2 separate regions of the Sus scrofa genome follow, and region 2 is linked to region 1. Evidence: chromatin contacts called from public Hi-C data. All regions are on one chromosome and are shown on one strand. Each heading gives the region's core, a stretch centred on a gene start, on an enhancer-like site or on the middle of the called end of the contact. The rest is flanking DNA. Distances are from core to core; before and after follow the strand shown. Region 1 overlaps DYSF (dysferlin). Region 2 holds the start of PAIP2B (polyadenylate-binding protein-interacting protein 2B).

Region 1 (7,892 bases), core at 5,076-7,575:
GGCTGAAGCAAAGCCTCCCAACCCCAGGGGCGCATCAGCATAGTCAGGTGGAGAAGAGCACCGATCTGGAGTCAAGGTCTGCCATGGAGAAGCTGGGCGACTTTGGCAAGATCTGTAACCACGCTGTGCCTCGGTTTTCTCATCTGTAAGGTGGGCACGGCGATGGCAAGAGCACCTTCTTCATAGGGTCAACTGAGGATTAAACTAGTTGACAGAGTTCATAGCAAGCTTCTAGAAATGAATCAGTGATTGAATCCTTGCCTGCAGGATTTTTCAACTCTCAACCTAGGCCCGTCTTCAGGAAAAAGCCCCCTTGGCCACTCTGCACCCCCCCCCACCTTGTCTCACTGCAGACAGCTCAGCCTTGCTCTGTCCAGACCTGGTTGGCACTGAGAGGGTTTCAGGGTGAGGCTCACCTTTCTGAGTCTTCTTCCCTCCCAGAAGCACCCCCATCCCCCACGTCACCCCCAGATGCTCTGCCTTGACCAGCGAAAAGAGAGTGACCGCGACCCATCACAGGGACGGGGAAGGCTGCCTTGTGCTCCCAGTGCACCGTGCCCCCTAGGAGACTGGCACTGTTCAAAGGGGCACCTTCACCAGAAGAAGAAGAAAGAGCTCAAGGTCCTGGATGTATCCAGCTCTGGAGCTTGACCCCCCCCAGGCCAGGGCAGGGGCCACAGCAGCCAGGCTAAAGGAAGGGCAGAGCTGCCAGGGCCTGTGTCTGGAAGGGGAGTTCAGAACACTAAGGAAGGAGTCTGGAGCCAGGTCCCCATCCCAGGAGACCTAAAGGAGGCCCAGGAAGGCAATGAGTAATGAGACCCTTTTAAGTCCCAGGTACTGGGCATTGTCTGAACATCCATGCAGGTTCCTGAACCACCACCAGGTGTCGCCACTTGAGCAGGCAGCACACTGCACCCTAAGCTCTAGCTAGAGAACAGCCAACTTCCCTAAGGGCCACAGATGCCCAGACCCACCCACCGCCACACCCATCTCCCTGAGACTCCAATTCAGGTGTCTGGTAGCTGTATTTTCCTTTATTTCTTCGAAAGGTCCTTTGAAGCAGTCACTAATTACAGGGCTAGGCCATGGAAGGTAGAAGATAACCCTGGAACATCTTTTTGTGCCAGAAACAAGGAAATCCTCAAAGAAAGATAGAAACAAGTTCAAAGGGCAGGGAAGCCTGCTTGCAAGGGTTCCCACTAGACAAATCTGGGGCAATTTAAACGTGAAAATAAATAATTATGGTAACAGATTAAACCGTTGAGTAAAACAGGAAGATGTGAATCCATAAAGAACTAAATGAATAAACAGGACAGAAGAAAACCTTCCTTACAGTGTAATGCATGCTGATTAACGCAGGAAAAATTAATAATTGATTTAAGATGTCACCATTTAACAACCATCAAAACAATAATTAATCCGGAGTTCCCGTCATGGCTCAGTGGTTAACAAATCCGACTTGGAACCATGAGGTTGCAGGTTCAATCCCTGGCCTCGCTCAGTGGGCTAAGGATCTGGCGTTGCTGTGAGCTGTGGTGTAGGTCACAGACACAGGTCAGATCTGGCGTTACTGTGGCTCTGGTGTAGGCTGGTGGCTACAGCTCCAATTAGACCCCTAGCCTGGGAACCTCCATATGCCGCACATGTGACTCTTAAAAGACACAAAGTAACAATGATAATAATAATAAAATAAAACAATCATTAATCCAACCAAGAAACAACAATGGATATTAAGCTTTCTGGGTAAAAGTTGGATGAGGAACAAAGTATTTACAGAGTCACAAAGTACCTTCCCCCTAAGATTCTTACTTATTAGAAAGGGGAATGGATTTGTGTATTGGTGGAGGACCCAGCAAATGCCAGCAAATCCAATGATCCACATTAATCACACAGGAACGAAAAAAAATCGGGCCACCCCAGGACCCAAGGGGACAGCACTGCACCACCGTGTTCTGTTCCTGCTAAAAGGGAACAATCTAAATCTCATCACAAGGAAACATCAGGCAAACCCACACTGGGAACCTTCTACAAGACAACTGGCCTGGGCTCCCCAGCGTGTCAAGGTCACAGGGTTGTAACAGTCAAAGGCAGACTGAGGAATTCTCCCAGAGACGAACTAAAAACACAACTAAAAAAACAACACGTGGGATCCTTTTGTTATAAAGGGCACCACTGATAAAACTGAGTGAGGGTCAGTAGGTTCAAAGGGCACCATTGATAATACCAGTGAGGGTCTGTAGGTTCAAAGGCAGTGCTGTGTTCAACGGGAATTTCCTCCTTCGGAAGGTTGTGTTGTGATTATGTGGGAGAAAGTCCTTGATTGGAGAAAATACACACTCAATTCTGGGTGTTGGGTCAGGAGACTGGCAACGTGGAATCGAATGGTTTAGGACAAAATATGCTTTAAATCACTCTGGTTTTTGCTGAATCGGAGATTATTTTCGAACAGAAGGTTTTAAAAAATCTGAGAAATCTACTTCTCTATAATGGCAGGAATCTCCCCCAGCAGAGACAGAAAAAGCCCCCCTGACCCTGGGACCAGATGCCCTTGAGGCATACCACTTCCTGTTTCCTGGGGCTCACCTCCCCAGCCACCCTCCCCCACCACCCGGGGGGCTCCTGGTCCACCGTGTCTGTGCTCTGTGCAGAAGTGGAGCCGCAGGAGTGTAACTGCTCCAGGCTGTGGCCTGGATGCCAACACCTTAGCGCGGAGGCTCAGGGAGGAGCGGCAGCCTCTGATTCCCAAGACCACCCAGGCAAGCCCCCTAACCCAGGGCTTCCAGAGCATCAGGCCCCTCCATGCTAAAAGCCCCCACCGGCCTCCTGAAGACTTGGCCACATGCTAGTGGCTCCAGGCATTTGACTAGACCTCCAGCACACAGCCAGCTCCATCTTTTATGCATCCGTCAAGGGGCAGCAGGAACATCCCTGGCAGCTTCAGAGGAACGTAGAACTCAGGGTCTAAAATAGATCTCGCCATCAGGAGGCAGCCTCCAAGGTCCGCTGCTTCAGGACTAGTGATGCTTAATACTGAAGGACTCTAGCTATAAAAACATACATGACCACCCGCCTGCGGTCGGCTCTCCCTGCTCATCAGGAAGTTGTCCCGCTGCGCTTGCAGCGTCTCAATAAACTCATCTTTCTCTCTCCCTGATTTTCAGGAAGTTGTCGGGCTGCGCTAAGCAGTGTCTCTTATCTCAATAAACTCTTCTCTCTCTTCACCTCGCTATGCTGGAAAATTCTTTCCACAGACCACAACATGGCCCATTGGACTCAGCCCAGAAATCAGCTTTAGGGCATGGCCAGCGAGAATCCACAGCTGCTGACAGGGCTCTCTGTCCCTTCTGAGCAGAGACCCAAGTCCCTGGACTCCCACTGCAGTACAACCAGCCCCAGACCCCAGCTTGGAGGGTCCTGGGACCTGCCTGGGGCTGCAGTGTGACTTAGTGCTATCACAGAGGCTAGAAGAGGGTCCTGGACCCTCTCAATAGCCCGGGAGCTGCCTCCTGGGCTGCAGGAAAGGAGGTCCCAAGTGAAACTGTGATGTATAAGAAATATATATTTGGTCATTCAGGTGACCAAAATATATTTTTCATACATATTCGGTGTATGCACACAGTTCCTCGCTCACAGCTCCCCAAACCCTTGGAATTTCCTAAGTGCAGAAAGTGACAAAGGTTGTCTCTTATTACGTTAACGAAGTGACTTTTGGACCCCACGGGAAGGGTGGCGCTGGTTGCCGGGAGGACCCACCATGTAACTAGAGGGTTATAACTTTAGTCCCACCCCCAACCTCCTAGGACTGGGGGAGGGGCTGGAGGTTGAATCAATCACCAGTGGCCAATGATTCAATCAATCTTTCCTTTGTCATGAACCCTCCATAAACAACTGAAAAGAACTGCTCCAAAAAGAACTGTTTCCGAGAGCTTCTGGGTTGATAAGCCTATGGAGCCTGGGAGCAGGGACACTCCTGGAGAGGGCATGGAAGCTCTGTGCCCCTTCTCCATACTTTGCCCTGTGCATCTCTTCTTTTTTTCTTTTTTTTTTTCCTTTTTAGGGCTGCACCTGCGGCATATGGAAGTTCCTGGGCTAGGGGTTGAATTAGAGCTGCAGCCGTGAGCCTACCCCACAGCCAGAGCAACACCAGACCAGAGCCACATCTGTGACCTACGTCACAGCTTGTGGCAACACCAGATCCTTAACCCACTGAGCAAGGCTAGGGATTGAAACCCCCATCCTCATGTATACTATGTAGGGTTTGTAACCCGCTGAGCCACAGCAGGAACTCTGTGGGTCTCTTCTGTCTGGCTATTCCTGAGTTACATCCTCTTATAATAAATGGGTTGTCTAATAAGTAAAATGTTTCTCTGAGGTCTGTGAGTTGCTCTAGCAAGTTCATTGAACCTGAGGAGGGATCTGGGAACCTCTGATTTAGAGCCAGTTGGTCAGAAGGACAGGTAAGAGCCTGGCCTTTTGTCTGGTGTCTGAAGGGGGTTGGGGGCAGTTTTGTAGAACTGAGCCCTTAACCTGTGGAATCCGATGCTATGGCTGGGTAGACAGTGTCCAAATTGAGCTGAATTGCAGGCCACCTGATTCAGCTGGTAACTGGTGTCCTAGGCACTGTTGGTTACTGTGAAGTTTCCATGTTGGAGTTGGGTCCAGGAACCTAATTTATCTCACCTCCCAGGACTCAGCCAGGGCTACACCAGGGCTACACCAGGCTGGGCCCAGCCCTCCTCTCCCATCCATCTTCTACTGGCTCTCACATCCCTTTCTCTTTTTTCGACCATGCCCATAGCATGCAGAAGTTCCTGGGCCAGGAACTGAACCCTTGCCACAGCAGTGACCCTGAACCCTTGCCACAGCAGTGACCCAAGCCACAGCAGTGACAACACCAGGGCCTTAACCTACTGTGCCACCAGGGAACTCCTCACACCCTGTTCTTGAAGACTTGGTCTGTGACAGAGTGCAGAGTTCTGCAGACAGCCAGGGGTCCCAGCCCAGGGAGGAGGAGGCAGCAAGCTCCCAGCTGGTGCACGGGAAGCACAGACAGAGCGTGGGAACACAGAACGAGTGAAGGAGGCATGGAGGGGCATCCAGGGAGTCACAGGGAGGCTGAGCCCCATGGACAGGTGTCTCATGGGCTGGGTGGGCCTTTGAGCTCAGAGGGGAGCAGGGGCAGGAAGACTGGCAGGAAACAGGAGCATCGTGGATGCGCAGAGAGCAAGAGGGAAGAGACGCTGGAGCGGCTGAGGTTAGAAAGGCTGGTTGGAGGCATTGGGGGCCTGACACACAGCAAAGCAGATGGTCCCATTCCTGAGATGCAGTGGAGAAGCACCGAGCAGATCCCCTAACTCAAAAGTCCTCTTTCCCCAGCTGCTTCAATGCCTACCCCTCCTCTGTTAGCACCCGCGTCCCCAGAGCTAGCTCTGGGGTCCTCCGGATCCCTGGAAGGCGTAGCCCAGAGCCCTTCCCAACCTTCAGTTGCTGATAACCAGAAAAGACCCTTAAAAAGAGTGACATTTTCTAGGGAGGTAGTTGTTGTGGACCTTGGCAAGGATAATCCTAGGGCCTGAAGCTATACTCGACTACATAATGAGAGAAAAATGAAGCTCAAAAAAGGCTGAGAGTGAAAGAAATGTAACCTGAGACTCGTAATGACATGGCTGCGTGTACAAAACCATGTTGAAACAGCAAAATAATGGAGAATTAAGGAACTACAAAGAGTATTTGACTTTTGTGCAGAAAGAAGTGGACTATACACAATTCCGTAAGTAAAATACCCAGAGCTTGAATACAGATTTTTAAAAACTCAAATCTGAGTTCAAGAAACTGCTTGTATTAAGTGGCCTTAAAACTTTCTCTAGTCAAAAACTGTTCTCACACGTGAATAAAATTATTTGCATCTATGCAAATGTCAAAAAAAACAAAAACAAAAACCCTCTGGAGAGTTCAAAGGGAGGACAAAAAAGATTCGGAAGGTGATAGAGACCACCTCAGAGAACCCTGCAGAATAGTCTACCAGCAGTCACTGCCTGAGGAAGGAAGGGCATTTCTCAGATGGGAGCTGTCCTGCCATCACTGCCCAGCCTAAGACACCTTAGGGGAAAATTCCCGCACTGGACGGGCAGGGATCCAGGGGTCCATTCAAGTCCCTTCCAGCCCTGACTGCTCAGGAGATGTGCCCCCTGTCTCATGGTCCCGTCGAGACCCCCATTCACTGAGTGACTTGCTCAGTCACTCTTGCTCCAGCTCCCAGTACCCTGTAGTGGTTCCCTCCAGAGCTCTGCCCAGACAGACACTTCCTGACTCACCAAGCCAGCCAAGTGCCCCCGACCTCACACACACGCGCGTGTGCGTGCACACACACACACACACACACACACACACACACGTGCGCTCGAGCCATGGGGCAAGTTAGCCACCCTCTGAGAGGCGCCCCAGGGCCCCGCTGGGAGGAAGTACTTCCAAAGTGATGCTTCCCCCCAAGTGCATTCTGGGAGGTGGCGCTGACTCAGAGGAAGGTCAGGAACTCTACTGACCATGAAGAAATAACTGCGCGGGGTATATTTAGCTCACTAAAAATAACGGGAGGCCAGGGATCTGGGAATTGTCCGGGAGGACTGGGAGAGCCCTGGGAAGAGCAGGAGGGACAATGGAGGAGGAGAAGAGGGGACGCCTGCCTCTCTTCCCTCTGGTCTGTGACCCAGATGACTCAGCCATTCTGGATCCCGGGAAGGGGGCTGCAGGGTGAGGAAGGGCTTCCAGGGAGATGGGATGCTTGGCACGACATGGGGTTTCCAGTGGGGGAGGTGACACTGGGACATGCTGATTGGAAGTAAGGCTGATTGTGCCCTGAAAGTGGGGCTCCCCCCTCCCCCTCCCACCCCTTCCACTCCCATCCCCTCCCGGGCACCCCAAGCTCCAGGGCCAGGGAGGACCAGGCCTGGTTGCTGGGAGCTGGACTCTGACACACCACTGGGTCGAGAAGGCAAGGCCTCAGACAGACACGGGCCGGATGCAGAGGCCAGCGAACACTTACCCCTGTGGGCTGCTTCTTAGTGTCCAGCAGTGGGGCATTGAAGCTGGCGGACAGGCTGGGGGTGGCGAGAACCTCCCGGAGTGGGACGTTGGCTTCCCCCAGGAACCTGAGAAGAGGGGAAAGGAGAATGAAGACAACCAGCCAAATGTGCCCAGGTCTTCTCCACCACCACCATCTGACAGACACTCCGCCAGCAAGCCGATCTGCCTGGAACACCTAGGATCCCTCGAGGCTGCCCCACACCCCTGCCCCGGTTACCCCCTCACCATCCCTGGAGGGCCAGGCCCCGTCCCTGCACAGGAAGGATAAGAGACACTTTCCCCCAAGGTCACCTTCGATCCCTTCTGTCCCTGCCCTTTGACCTCTTCTGGCCCAGCCCTGCCACCCCCGCCCCCACCCTGCCTGCCTGAACAACCCATCAGATCAGCCTCCCCTGAAAGCAGCGCAGTTTCTCCACCATCACATCTTTGCTCCTCTGCCTCACAGCCTAACTGGCCACACGGGCCATCTCTACTGGTTTCCCAGACCCGGACCACCAATGATAAGAAGTGAAAAATACATAGACCTTCCTGTCATCAGGGATGGAGAGGAAAGAAAATTGGGGCAGGGGAGGCATGCCCCACTTCCAAGAGAGGCCCAGGACTGTCACCCGACACACACCTGAAGCCACATCTCTGACTGAGGAGAGGGGCCCCTAAACAGATGGGCTCTCAGGAAAGAGAAGATCACCATGTGACGGTGAGTGAAGGGCGAGTGCCAGGGAAAGGTTGCAGCCCTAAGCTAGGAAATGAGCAGACTGCGTTCCGCAGCAGCAGCGGGAAATCAGGGCAGAGAGTGGCCAGTGTCAATC
Region 2 (7,462 bases), core at 3,073-5,572, 250 kb after region 1:
AGATACCCAGAGGCCCAGATTTACAGCTGGAGGACAAATACCAAAGCTGTGTCCAAGGAAGGGTGCCAGGGCTGAGGAACTCCGCCACATCTAGTCATCATGCAAGGAGCCAGAGGCAAAGAAACAGGATCCTGAGACAAGGTCAGGGAGCAGGGGAACATGAGAGTAAAAGCCAGCCGGGCAGATGCCGCAAATAGAAACTCCGTAAACAAGGTCCCATATTCACACCTTAGGGTTTTCTAATTAAATCTCTTTAATCAAAGTAATGCCTACACATGTTTTATAAAATCATTTGGTTTTCCAAGGTTTTCCATGAAAATTACCAGTCCCCTCCTCCATCCTTGAGGCAAACTTTTTTTTTAAACTTTTTAACTTTTGATATACGTATCCTCATATATTAATCATTGGGTTATATATATATCCTTGATTTTTTTTTTAGGTTTAGACTATCTGTTTAGTCTATCTAGTGCCTTTCTGCTATGAAATAAAAGCAAGTGACTCTTCTATGCCACTGCATACTTTCCCTCTCCCTATCCTCCCAGTGTTAAGCCATATTCAGTGTCAACATGATTCTAACTGTGTAAATATTTTCATAGAGACAACAGAACAGAGTGAGAGTAAGACCTCTGGAGAGAGATTATCTGGATTTGATTCCTGCCTCCACCCCTAGTTGTGTGTAATAGGCGAAATAATGTTTCCTCAAAGATGCCTACGCCCTGGTTTCCAGAATCTGTGAGTATTTTACTTTACATGGTAAAAGGGACTTTGTGGATGTGCTTAAGGATTTAGAGATGGAAAAATTCTTTTGAATTACCAGGTGGGCCCAGTGTAATCACCAGGATCCTGTTAAAAAGAAGGTTGAAGAATTAGAGTCAGAGAGAGAAGATGTAAGGATGGAAGCAGAGGTCAGAGGGAGAGAAGATGCTACCCTGCTGGCTTCGAAGATGGAGGAAGGGGCCATGAGCCATGAGGAATGCTAGTGGCCTCTAGAAGATAGAAAAAGCCAGGAAATTGGAGTCTCCCTTAGAGCCTCCAGGTAGAACACAGGACTGCCAATGTCTTTTTTTTTTTTTTTTTTTTTTTTGTCTTTTGTCTTTTTGCCTTTTCTAGGGCAGCACCTGCAGCATATGGAGGTTCCCAGGCTAGGGGTCTAATCGGAGCTGTAGCTGCGGGCCTACACCAGAGTCACAGCAATGCCAGATCCGAGCCGCATCTTCGACCTACACCACAGCTCACAGCACCGCCAGATCCTTAACCCACTGAGCAAGGCCAGGGATCGAACCCGCAACCTCATGGTTCCTAGTTGGATTCGATAACCACTGAGCCACAGTGGGAACTCTAGGACTGCCAATGTCTTGATTTTAGCTCATGGAAATAATTTTGGACTTCCAGCCTCCAGAACTGTAAGATAATAAACCGCTGTTCTTTTAAACAAGTTGGTGGCAATTTGTTATAGCAAGAAGAGGGAATGAATACACTGTGTGACCTTCGACAAGGCTTTAACCTCTTCACCAAAGAATTCTTATCTGCAAAATGAGTTATTGAGGATGAAATGAGTAAACAAATGTAAAACATGTAGAACAGTGCCTCACACACAGTAAGGGCCATATATATGTTTGCTATTATTGTTTGTAGCTAAGCCACCAAGAGTAGTATGATTACGTGCCTTTTCTTTTGTCTTTTTCTGGCACTTATAATTCCCTCTTAATTTCCTGGCTTTTTCTATCTTCTAGAGGCCACTAGCATTCCTCATGGCTCATGGCCCCTTCCTCCATCTTCGAAGCCAGCAGGGTAGCATCTTCTCGCCCTTCTTGTTTCTACCATGAATGGATAGTACAATTATCTTGAGAGGAGAAGCAAAGAGCCCTTACCCTTGAGCCCGATGCTGAGCCAAGTAGTCTTTTCTTTTCTTTTTTTTTTTTTTTAGGGCCACAATGTCAGCATTTGGAAGTTCCCAGGCTTCGGGGGGGAGGTGTCCAATCAGAGCTACATCTGCCAGCCTACACCACAGTCACAGCAACACAGGATCCAAGCCACATGTGTGACCTTCACCACAGCTCATGGCAACGCCGGTCCTTAAGCCATTGAGTGAGACCTGGTATCGAACCTGCATCCTCACAGATACTAGTTGGATTCATTTCTGCTGAGCCATGATGGGAACTCCCTGAGCCATGTATTCTTGGGACCCCAAAAGATATCCAGGATGGCCTCTTGGGTGGCTTCAGCTGGTACAAGATCCAGCTGGTGTGTACAGTAATTACTTTAGCTGATCTAGTTTTCTCCCAGGAATGTCTCTGGATTGTGAAGAGAGAGAACAAAATAAATATCCTCTCTGGTTTGAAGTTTTGTCTGATTAAGTAATCTAAAGCGAACATGCAAGAAATGCTTAGTTTTTTCAGAGAAAAAAAAAAGCCTGTCTGCATGATAGCCTCCCCTTTACCCTCCATGGTTTCTTTTCCTAAGGTATCCTTCAGGTGCACCGTGCGAGAGGGGCTTACATGATATAGCTTTGGAAAACAGATCTTCAGGTTCACATAGTATCTTTGCACGATCAGAATTACTCTTTGATCATCAAAGGACACTATCAACAGAGAAAGGCAACCCACAGAAGGGAAGAAGGTATTTGCAAATCATATATCTGATAAAGGATTACTATTCAGATATACACAGAACTCATGCAATTCAAAAGCAAACAACAACAAAACCAACCTGATTTTAAAATGTGCAAAGGATTTGTATAGATATTTCTCCAGAGAAGATATACAAATGTCCAAAAAGCACATGAAAATGTGCTCAACATCACTAGTAATTGGAAAAATGTAAACCCAAACTATAATGAGATACCACTTCACATTCATTAGAATAGCTACTATTCAAAAAAAAAAAATCAGGAAATAGCAAGGGTTGGCAGGATGTGGAGAAATTGGGAAACTTGTTCACTAACAGTGAGAATGTAAAATGTTGTAGCCTCTGTAGAAAACAGTGGTTCCTCCAAAAATTAAACATAGAATTACCATATGACCCAACAATTCTTCTTCTGAGTATATACCTAAAAGAACTGAAGGAATGAAAGGATATAAACATATACAACCATAATAGCATTACTCACAATACTCAAACTCTATTGGCAGGTTAATGGATAAATAAAAGGTGGTACACAATTAAATATTCAGCTTTAAAAAGCAATGAAATTCTGATACATGCTATAGTGCTCTAACATGGGTGAACCTTGAAGATATTATATTTAGTGAAATGTCATACACAAAAGGACAAATATTGCATAACTCCACTTATATAAAGTATCTACAAGAGTCAAACTCATAGACTCAAAACATAGAATGGTGATTTCCAGGGGATGAGGGAAGAGGAGATGGGACGTTATTGTTTAATGGGTGCAGAATTTCAGTTTGGGATGATGAAATCATTCTGGAGGTAGAGAGTGGGGACGGTTGCACAATAATGTGAATATACTTAATGCCCCTGAAACGTGTAGTTAAAATATCTAAAACAGTAAAAATTTATGTTATGTGTATCTTACCACAGTAAAAATAAAAGAGATACGCTTCGAGGAGGGAGAACTCATTGTCACTGCTGTGGCTCAAGTTACAAAAAAAGAAAAAGGAGAAATTCCCATTTCCAGAAGAATAAAATTCAAAGTCCTTAGAAGCAACGATTGGACAACTTAAGTCCAAAGGGAAAGTAAGGTTTTATTTTTTAAAACACTCAAGAAGCAGGATTTGTCTCTAGAAATGTGGGAGTCCTTCTGCTTCCCTCCAGCCTTTCCAAGGAGCCCTACTCCCCAAATTTCCACAACAGAGGCTGCTTCAGTTTTAAGTCAGTTTTGCTCAAGGCACCTCCCTTGGTAATTGACAGCTGGGGAAATCCCACTGAGGTCCGCCCACAGGCCCCTCTTCGCTAGACTGAGTGGCGCAACCGGTGGGAGGAGCTGCTGGCTCAGCCAATGGAAGGAAACCGGAGCAAGAGCTTGTGTAAACAAACCCAGAGGTGCTGCGCCTTGGGCTCCTCCCCCACGTGGGGGCCAGAGGGATCCCTGGCCCAGGGCCGATCCTGGACTAGCGTAGCGTCTTTTCAGCCAATCAGAGCTCATGTCTCTCGCAAGGCGACGCTCCATCCCTAGGGAAAGAACCAAGGGAGCGAAAAGACAGACATTAATACCAATCGGAAGCTGGAACTTCTGAGGGAGGGGGCGGGAATTGCTTCACGTTTAGACCAATAAGAAGCACACGTGCCGTTCTAGGCGACTGAGCGGCATCCTCCTACGTCCAATAGACGAATGGGGCGGTGCCCAGCAACCAATGGCTTCGGTTCGGGGGCGGGGTGAGGAGCTAGTGTGGTGTAAGAGGTAACCTGGCGAGTGGCAGCAGCGCTCCTCGGGTCCTGTGGCTCACGCTTTGGTACTAGAGGCCGGACTGTTCTGGCGACCGCGACCTCTGCGGCAACGGCTGAAGTTCTCGGAGGAGTATCGGAGTACGGTCTGGAGGAGAGGCTTCTGGTCTGCCCAGGTGGGCTCGGTCGCCCGGGCTGCCGGGGAGGAAACCTGAGGGAAGCGCCGTTCTGTCGACTCTGGGGGTGCCCTGCGCCTCCTTTTCCGCCGCCGTCGGGATTGTGAGGGGCTGCGCGCGGCTTCCTGAGCTCCTGAGGGGAGGGTTAGCAGACAGGTCCCATGTCGCAGTCATCGGCGAGAAGGGGCGGTCGCTGGGATCAGCCCCTGTTCCTCGGGGGTGCTGGGCGGTCTTTAGTCCCTTTCTCCCCCAACAGGCGCACTAGTCTTCCACCCTCAACTTCCCTGAACCCTCTTAATCCCCTTCTAACGGACTAAAATCTCTGTCTTGCGAGTCCTCTTAACTGCCCCGGTGCTACACTGCTAAGCAAATTGGCTAGTACTGCCTCCTCGCGTCCTCTTCCCAGAGATAGGAAGGGGGAGGAGTCGCGCACGTTCGCCCCTCCCCCATTCAAGGCGCCCCCGGACCCCCCCCCCCGCATTATTTGCTTTTCTTAAACTCCTTCTGCTTCCTCTGCTACTCTAGTCCTCTTTCTTGACACCTAATTTGAGTTAGGAACCTTGGCCACTTCTCTTCCTTTCAGCCAGTAAGTCCTTTACTCCTTCCCACCCCCCTAAATTTCATTCTCACCTTTCATGGAAACTAACATTTTCCACTCGCCCCTTACAGGCAGCTGGAAGGTGAACGCGAGAGAGGAAGAATACACTGTACAGGGAACTTTGCAAGGTTGGGAACTTTTAATCGGTTTTGTTAATGGTAAACCATTCTTGCCTTTCTTAAAAAGGCATCTGATCATTATATCCTTGCCGGAATCTTTGTCCCATTACAGTTGTTTTGGTAATAATTTTTGAACATGCAGACGAGAAGGGTTATTGGCAGCAAGAAATTTTAAATGTTATTTTTAAGTAGATAGAATTGGATTATACTTGAAACAGCTTAACGGCGCTTCTAGAGTTTGCAGGGTAAGTAAGGACTTGACCATCCTACTTTGTCATAACATATAGGATACACATTAGCTGTATTGCACAATGTGATTTGATCTCACTCAGCCTGTGGATAATATAGCATTGACTCTGTTTAAAAACAGCATTGTTTATTCCCCTTTCACAATTTGTGTTCACCTTCATAGTTATCAGTTTGGATTTCAATAGTGTTGGTTCTATCCATATGTTTCTAGATAGAAGTACCAATTATGTTGTGCCTAAATAAAATATGCCAAGAATTTTATGAGGAAAAGGTAACTTATTGTACTCAGTTTTGATTGAGACTTTAGAGTTTTGAAAATATTAGTGTATTTGTTTGACAGTGAGGATTTTGTTGGTAGGGATGGAGGAAATTGAAGTATTGGGTTAAGCCTGATGGGTCCTTTAGCCTGTGTGCGTGGGGATGGGGTGAGGGAGAAAGAACACACACGTGTACAAAACCTTGTAGATTCTAACAGTGCTTAGTTCCATGACTTTATGTGAATTGAAATTGGTTTTTCTAGTTTTTAGTGGGGCGATGTAAGCAGTGAGTTTAACATCATCTCCACTGTGTTTTGGCCAGAATTTTGCAAGCTTTTGTGAAAAATTCTTATTTTTTCCTTACACTATTTGTGACATATATATCAATATGCTTCCTTGTATTTTACTATGGTAAGATTGTATCTTGTATATAGAGAAATAAGTCTAATAGAGTGAATTAAAAGGAATCTTTGAGGAGGCAGCATTGTCTAATGGACCATATGTTTGATCCTTGTTAATACAGGAAATCACACTGAAAAGAGGAAGGTCTTAAAACTGTTCTAACAAATGCCCAGGTGTATAGAACAATAAAAAGAATTTATGACAGAACTATTAGCAGTCATCAAATAAGAGTCCTAGACAAATTTCAAACCTATGAGTTGGTCACTATTGTGGGATATTATAAGGCTGCAGTTGAAAACAAAGTTATTTTTGTACAGCCTTTTTGTTTGTGGTTTTGTTTAGAAAGTTCTTGTTTGCAAATTTAGAGCACTGTAGCTATTGATTTCTTCATAGATACTTTACTTTTAAAGAGCTCATAGTATCATGGGAGAGACACCTGTAAACCAAGAATTAGATGCAGGAGAGGTTCTGCAGTATAAGTTGTGTACAGAGCCCGGAGAAGCTCTGTGGCCCAGTATTCTGGCTTCATCTCCTGCTGCTCTAGGCCTTCTAGAATGCCATTTCCTAACTAACTGTTCGTTTCACAACCTGGTCCTCTCCCTATAGGTGCTCTTCTCTCTTCTTGAAAGCCTTTTCCGTACCTTATGTGCCTGGTGAGGTCCCAATTTCAAAATCTTCTTGAAGTCTGCCACTGCCTACGCTCCACCCAAATAATTGTTTTCTATATTCTTCTGTTATCTCGCTATGAATAATTACAGTGATTTTCATTATTCACAGTGATTATGGTCCATAAAATCACACAGAACACTAAATTAGCAAATACTGAACAGTTGCTCCTAGGGAAAATAGGTATGTTTCTCATATACATTTTAATCTTAAATTTTAAATTCAACTCATCCTGGTAAATTCTATTTTCTTTATTTAACAAAAAAGAAAATGAGATTCAGAAGTGTTAAGCGACGTGCCTGAGGCCAACCAACCCCGTAACAGGTTCCAGTTAGAATTCAAATCCTGTCTTACTGGCCCTTGAGCCAGAGCTTCTTGCACTACACTGCACTGCCCTCTCCTGGCTGTGCCCTGAATTATCTCTATGAGTGCTTAAATGAGCAGAGCAGTGCCTAGTTCAAACTTCTTGGATGGGAACCATGCGCTAAGGGGTGACTCAGAATTTTTCCCACTCTGTGCATGTCCGTGAATGACTATGGAAGCACCGTCAGTATTCATTTGGTGGTTACAAATAAATTTTGGCAAGCAGGCAAATTTCCAAATACAGGATCCACAAATAATGAGGATCAACTGTATTTGTGAATGAGC

Evidence for each region. Hi-C and Micro-C count contacts between places; a contact is called where the count stands out from the background.
Region 2: a Hi-C map of retroperitoneal adipose tissue shows a contact between it and region 1, with 1.6 times the contacts expected there. The contact joins the promoter of PAIP2B here to the enhancer-like site in region 1. A contact is called at or near these places in 14 of 47 Hi-C or Micro-C datasets (adipocytes, brain, embryonic fibroblasts and 9 more) and 1 of 2 datasets of contacts at active chromatin or transcription factors (skeletal muscle).

Annotation. Positions count from the first base shown.
Region 1 is chr3:71,193,431-71,201,322 of Sscrofa11.1, forward strand. DYSF (dysferlin) reads right to left here. Exons shown (of 57, transcript XM_013996042.2): 4 at 7,043-7,148. Among named protein-coding and RNA genes, the nearest start is that of DYSF, 40 kb to the right of the region's middle. Within about 2 kb of position 6,326, at least 13 of the 83 cell types and tissues checked have an H3K27ac peak or open chromatin away from gene starts, as enhancers often do. A contact at or near this core is called in retroperitoneal adipose tissue, where this site is marked.
Region 2 is chr3:71,448,431-71,455,892 of Sscrofa11.1, forward strand. PAIP2B (polyadenylate-binding protein-interacting protein 2B) reads left to right here and starts at 4,323. Exons shown (of 4, transcript XM_013996061.2): 1 at 4,323-4,523.